Linked DNA regions of Hordeum vulgare: region 2 is linked to region 1. The links are chromatin contacts, called in public Hi-C maps. All regions are on one chromosome and are shown on one strand. Each heading gives the region's core, a stretch centred on a gene start, on an enhancer-like site or on the middle of the called end of the contact. The rest is flanking DNA. Distances are from core to core; before and after follow the strand shown.

Region 1 (3,387 bases), core at 866-3,365:
TTCTGCCTCCACAACTATGAGCAAGTGTTCTCATCCCATGAGTCGCTGCTAAGGTCTCTCAGCTTGGACACTTTGATCCATCGACCTCTCCATTTTCTCAGGTGGTTGTACACCTGGGTGGCGGACACGTCTTGCCCGTAGAACTCGAACACGTGCTTCGCAACGGTGTTTAAGTGCACCTCTTTGAAGCCCTTGTCAGTCCTAACTTCACTAGAGATGAGCTCACACATCTTGTTCAGCACGAACGTGGACATGAACGGGTGCCACTTCATGTTGTTCGACCTACCATCCTTCTTTGCCTTTGCTGTTGCAGCGGCAACAACAGGAGTTTGCTGAATGATCACTACTGGCACATTAGACGGAATGAGACGCGAACACCTCTGAATCAGGTGCCATCTCGAACATAGGTTGCGAGTCCTGGACAAACAATGGAGGAAACTAGCTGTCTCACAGAACAAGGGCCTGACTAAGATCTTGCATCTGCATGGTCATGTCTTACAATCGTAGCACACATTGACAGTAAGCATAACACACAACATACCAGACAATCCATGAAAGCAGAAGCATACATGTACATGGTTCATTACTATCATACCAAGCACATGCTTCATCACTATCATACTAAGCACACGATTCATCGCTCTCATACTAAGCATACCACACAATCTATGAGAAGGAACATACATCTACAACAAACATCATGCTACAAATGAACCATCAATAGCTACAAATCACAGATCTAAGCACGAATCAACACAAGCACAAGTTTCAACTTCAAACTCTACTACTAATCTAGCCTACCACATGCTTGAACATCTAACCCTATCACAAATTGCAACCGCAGTATAGCAATCAAGGATATGAGCTCACAGATAAGAGCACTAATCAACCATGCATCTACATCAAACCCTAGCTGCAGCTCAGATCTAGTTAGAAGGAACAGAGAGAAAGTGGGATTGAACTCACAGAAGCCATGTATGCAGCTCGAGGACGAGGGGGAACGGTCATAGAAGATAACCGTCGACCACTGAAGGACCGCCGACGTCGTGGACCACCGGCCGATGAAGATGCCTCGCTTACCTGCTCGTCGGTGCCGATGCGCGTCGGCGGCAAAGCTCGAAAGGGGGGAGAATAGTGGCAGGAGTTGGGGCGGTGAGGGAGGGGGCTAAATAGGGGCGGACTCGGCGGGAGGTGAGCCGAAATCCTCTCGTTGATTTTTCGGCGACGCGGGCGAGCTCGCGCCATCTCCTTGGTCGCACGAGGAGAGAAGCGCGTCGCCGTCCCTTCGTCGCCCGAGCCAGGCTCGCGAGCTACTGCTGATTCAAGCGTTTCCCCTTGGCCTGGCCTGAAGCCGCTTTAAGGTTCGTGCCATGCGGGACATACAGTAAAGGCAGGCAACCAAACGGGCCACTTCCTTTTCCGCGCGGGCCAGGCTAGGCCTAATGCAGGGAACCAAACGCGTCCTAGGTGAACGGTAAAAGCACAGTCCGAGACAAAGGACAAGCATACACACTAACGTCCATCTCATGTCCGCCTGAACGAAAATCTATCATAAATTTGAGCCAGAAATGCGTACAGAGGAACACAAGACAAACATAATATAAGACTACGTCAAATGATTAAAATATCGTTTCTATTCCCTCCGTCTCAGTTTACAAGTCCAGCACATGTACATAGGTCGTTAATTTGACAAAGTTAATGAAAAACATATATTATAAAAAATATATCATTAGAAATTTTAGATGTTCTATTTTCTAATAATATAATTTTTATATTAAATAATATATTTTATATAAATTAAATTGATAATCTAAATAAACGTGCATGCTTTTTAAACTGTGACAGGAGGGGTATCAGTTTTAATCCAAACGCACACATGTGTACCAAATGCGGTCACGGCCTAGCAGTGCCCGAATGGGCCAGTTCGGTCATTTGCGGGTGTTTTGGTATACCCTGACGTTGCGACACGCGTCGAGGTGCCACCATATGTGCGGACAAGCTAGGCGGTCTTTTTCCATTTATGTTAGCAGTCACAGCACCCATGTGACTAGAGGCGACACTCCGTACAGCCTATGCGACAAAAGCACTTGCTGCGGTGGGGGGTCCGGTTGCACTCAGACTGAGAGTGGAGCTGTGGACCTCGACGGACCCGCCAATTAATTATGCGACGCAGATGGCAGTGCAGTGCGGCCGATGGGTCATAATTGGTGACAATGCTAGTACGCCAAGTGACACTACAGTTGGCCTGGAGCAGTACGTGTACGTGTGATGCATCATGCATTCCGTCCCTGCTAGCATATGTGCCACAAAACCTTTCTTAGATACTAGTACTAGTATCATCATCATATCGCGACAACAATAGATGCAACATGTCGAGATGCGTTCCTCTTCGCGTAGCTCAAAGGCCAACGGATGTTTTTTGATCGGGTTTCCGCAAGAGCAAACTCCAGATTAACAGTACGTTTTGAGGACCAATTAACCGAGCTTTTCTCCGTACCATGAAGGACATGAGAGTATCTACAGCCAAGCTTGATAAGCCAATCTTTAAACATCTGCGGACACGTCGGTGAACGTTGACCGGTCACATCTAAGTCTTTCTTGCTCACGGGCTTTATTTTATATATAGATTGAGGCTCTGAAGTTAAAATAACCAGTGTCTTAGTCTACTTTCACTACTAGGAAAAAAGCCTAGTAATAGCGTGAGTTTTACCGTAGCAGTAGCGCGGGGGTCTGTGCTACTGCTAGGACACTACAACTAATTTGTAGTAGTAGCGTGTGTCATTCCGCGCTACCACTATGTGTGATAATAATAACGTGGGTACCACCCGTGCTACTACTAATTATATGTAGCGCGTGGATGTGAGCAACGACTACTATGAATTTTGAAAATAAAAAATATCAATCCCGTGTGTATTGTCAATGGTGGTAATAATTCAATCCAGTGATGGCACGGGTCGCCTGAGTCGCGGACGGGCAGCGGCAGACCAAATCCGACGACGGTTGCTAGAGAGGGTCCAAATCCAAGGCAGAGAAAGGCGACAGTGTGGAGCTCCTGTTCGCAGCCAAGGTAAATAGCTCCTCGTTGTCCATGGCGACGACATGCACTGGCATGAGCAATGAGGGTGAGTCAAACAAGAGGGAGAGAGAGAACTAGAAACGAGGGAGGGAGAGGGAGAGGGAGAGGGAGAGGGAGAGGGAGAGAGAGAGAGAGAAACGAGAGAGAGAGAGAGGGAGAGAAACGAGGGTGAGAGGAAGGTGATGGAGGGAACAACGGGGTTAGTCACCGAGGTGAGGTGCTCCGGCATGGTGGCATGAAGGTGCGAGGCGGCGTCCTCTTTCGATAACATGGAGGAGGCGAACATGGGCAGGCCCTGTGGGAGAGCCTAT
Region 2 (3,817 bases), core at 840-3,339, 94 kb after region 1:
CTCCCGGTCGGACGATGACGACACATTCGTGCCGTTCTACCTCCTGGGGGTATCATTTTGGAGGAGGTACCGGCTTGAGGAGATAAGTTGAGAAGCAGTGTTCTGTTTACCACATGCACGACCGCAGGTCTTTATGGCTTGCTGCAGCATAGTCGTAGCGGCGGTCGTGTGTTGATGAACACACGCAGGACGATGACGATTTCCGACAACGGAAGAATTGAGTGGAAAGGTCAATGCGTTGATAATTCATGAAGATGGCACGTCAGAAGATGGCGGAAGCTGATTCTAGAGCATGCATATACGTTGTGCGCAGAGGGTCTAGCTAGACCAATTGGTGCTTTGTGCTAGCCGGTGGGCGGATTGGTTAGGTCATCGAAATAGATTGATGCGAGGTCAGGCCACATCATCAACAGCTTGTAGGTGTAACAACAATAGTTGCCTAGATGATGGCTTCAAGTTGATCCACATATTTGTTTTGTTAGGGTTCTCTTGAATAATATAATAAAATTATTATATACATCGTTTGATGTAGAAGCTGGGGATAATTCTCCTTTTTGAAGAAAAAAAACGTGACCGCTTCTCCTGTAGTATATTTCACTAAAAGTCCAAAACCCAACATTGGCAACTCTTGCCGAATTTAGCAGCAGAATGTATTATGGGTCTCTTCCATGCGACAAAACAAATTGAAGTAGGAGCAAACGGTTCAAGGAGTGGTATTATACAGAGTTAATTATTGCATGGCTTACATCGATCTCGCCCAATTGGAGTCCAAAACTCCATATTAACAAAAAATATTTCTGGAAGTATTAACGACGCAAACAACAACAAAACTTGCACTAGAAAATAACAACAAAAATAACACAATAACATTAACGCATGGAGAGCTCTCCCAGTACACTTTTCAAGGACGGACTGCAGGCTCGCCTTCGACACAACTGATATTTGGGAAATATCGGAACATCCATCGATTGAAATTAACCTGCCAATAGATTATGTAATTTATTAATATGGGAATGTAATTTGTTAATTAATTCTGCCGCAATCAAGAACACCTAACTGTAGAGGCGCTAATGGACGTCGAGCTACCTCAATTCCTCACGGCAAAGAGGGGGAAATCGATGAGGAAATAGAGCGAAAAGTAAGATTTAAATTGTAGCAGGTACCTGTGCAAGAACACGAATGGTGCGCAATGATCCTAGAGGCGGAGCTCGAGTTCGAGCTCCTCACCGGCGCTTGCAACGGAGGCCCTCGTGCTGAGCATGTCCACCGCGACGCCATGTCCGGCGGGCGAATCCACAAGGAGCTGCGCGTGGTCTCCAAAGCGTGGAGCGCCGCTACCCCACCTCTCGGGCCTGGCATCAGCGCCAGTTGACACGCTGCCACCGCCGTGCGATAAGATGGAGGTGCTCATGGATCGGCCGCTGCCGGAATCAACGGCGGTGCCACGGATGTGGCCTTCGTCGTAGGGGCCGTACATGTAGGGGTCGCTGAAGCTGCCGAGGCGGTCCTTGCGGTGCGCGTTCTGGTGGCCGCCGAGCGCCTGTGACTTGAGGAAGGTCTTGTTGCAGAAGAGGCACGGGAACAGCCGCACGTCCTTGCCGTTCACGCGCGCTGTCGGCGTTGCCACCTCCCTGATCTCTTCCCGGCCATGGTTGCCGGCTGCCGACCCGAACGACAGCGTCAGATCCGCTGCCGCAGCCGCTGCCTGCGAGTGGAACCACGATGGCTTGGCGTTGTCCATCCAAGTATATATATACTGCTGTTGCTGCAGTGTCACTCTTAAGGTCTAAAAGCACTCTACAACACAAGACTATGAACGACAGATGATCGATGATAATGGTAGCGGCGGCACTTCTATATTGGGAATATATGCTAACAGAGGAGGACGAATGGGAACGGAGCACGCTCTGCCTGCGATATGATGGGCATAAATAGACCCCTCTAGTCGAATGCTACTACTGTTTTCACTTAAAAAAAGAAAATAGATCCCTCCTTTTATCAAAAAAGAAGAAAATAAAATAGATCACATCCCATTGACAGGGAGCGGAGGCGCTACAGACCTGCCGTAGCATTGGCTGACTGACGACATGATGCTCACCTTTTTTTCCCAAAAACTTTCGATTGCAGTACAACAAAGCTAAAAATAATAAAAATTACATTCAGATTTGTAAACCATCTAAAAAAATACGAACACTGAAGTGAGCTGAATATGCATGGTCGTCATCGTCCGTTCCTCATCAAAACTGGATAAAAATTGTTGTGGTAAATAGTTGGAAAGTCGCCTTACCAAGGTCCTATAAAATCAGGCACCTGAACAACAATATCGCAGTCAATAAAAAGAAGCTTATATCAAAAGTATACAAATCGAAGACACATGAATATAAACAAATCAAGACCGGATCCGAGCAAATTCATCAAAGACTACCATCGACCGAATCCAACGAGATCCGCCGAAGACACATCTCAACATGCCCTCGACGATGCCAAGCACCCCTGGGATGAGGGCTAGGTGAGGACAACCTTATTTCATCTTCAAAGAGCCACCACCATCGCGCCTCCGTGAGCATGATACAAGCCCTAACAAATTTAAATCTATAGCCAATAATATTATTGGCTATAGATGTGTTTCTCCATTTTTTTGGTATGTCCACCTACCCAAAGTTATTGATAAAGTTGAACCAAATTACCCACCATAACACCTGTAAGTGGCAAAAAACTCTTTGTAAATTGTTTTTACGATTTTTCTTCTGCCAATGAAAATGCCCCTAAATTTTAAGTAAATTGTCTACCCTGCGCCACACGTGAGATAAACTCTTCATTAATTGTTTCTCGAATTTGTTTCATCTGTCATTGAAACCGCCCCTAAAGTTGAAGTAATTACCCACCCGCCATCCATAAGTGAAAAACTCTTCCTTAATTGTTGATCTAAAGTATTCTTTTGTAATCAAAATTATCACTAAAGTTCAAATAAATTACCCACCCTGTCACCCGTAAAAGTGAAAAAACAAGTGTTCCTCTGCATTATTCGTATGTCACATGACCCTCTAGTTTTCCATCCATCAAGAGACTAAACTTTTTTTCTTGTTCTCATACGCACATTAAAGATGTACACAAAAAAGCATTGATGCACTTTTAATATCTTTCGTTCTGAAAAATGCCATAAAAATGGATAGATTCGAAAAAATTATAGGTTACGTATAGTTTGTTTTGTTGTTAGAGAGATAGATAAATGAATGGATGAAACAAAGTATCATCTCAAGGGGAACACCTCCGAGTGGCATATGTTTTGCAGCAACGTTGTTTCACTCCTGTTTCGAAAAAATTTAGGCGCTCGATATGTCCTCCTTTTAGCAAAGGTCATGCCAAAATATCGGCTTGCTTGTGACAGAATGTATGACATATCCAGTGCGTTAGATTTGCCGAAATGTTCCAGACTACGGAGTGCGGGCGGAAGAAGTCATCCGTTTGGTGGAGGAGCCATGTTCTCTCACTAAAAAAGCCACATCCATATATTAGAATTTCTTGTAGAAAGCGCCAGTAACATCATCTTAGTTCGGTCTGGCTATCAAGAGAATCGTACCATTATAATCACATGCCTTCCATTGGCATACAAATTGTGTTCCTTTTAACTATATCATGCGATAAACATCACTAGTACAAAATGGGGTTATAGTCTATAGTCCCGGTCTTCAGCTGGGACTATTAACTTGGGACTAAAGACCCCCCCCCCTTAGTCCCGGTTTGTCATGAACCGGGACTAAATGCCCTCCATGTGTTACCAACCCAGACTAAAAGTTTTTTCGTTTTTCTAAAAAAA

What was found. Hi-C and Micro-C count contacts between places; a contact is called where the count stands out from the background.
Region 2: a contact with region 1 is called in a Hi-C map of leaf, with 4 times the contacts expected there. The contact joins the promoter of LOC123447431 here to the enhancer-like site in region 1. A contact is called at or near these places in 3 of 6 Hi-C or Micro-C datasets (leaf and seedling).

Annotation. Positions count from the first base shown.
Region 1 is chr4H:597,181,701-597,185,087 of MorexV3_pseudomolecules_assembly, forward strand. No RefSeq gene overlaps it. Among protein-coding and RNA genes, the nearest start is that of LOC123447430, 47 kb to the left of the region's middle. Within about 2 kb of position 2,116, at least 3 of the 3 cell types and tissues checked have open chromatin away from gene starts, as enhancers often do. A contact at or near this core is called in leaf and seedling, where this site is marked.
Region 2 is chr4H:597,276,073-597,279,889 of MorexV3_pseudomolecules_assembly, forward strand. LOC123447431 reads right to left here and starts at 2,090. Exons shown (of 2, transcript XM_045124030.1): 1 at 1,164-2,090; 2 at 708-979. The coding sequence starts at 1,741. The coding sequence ends at 1,196.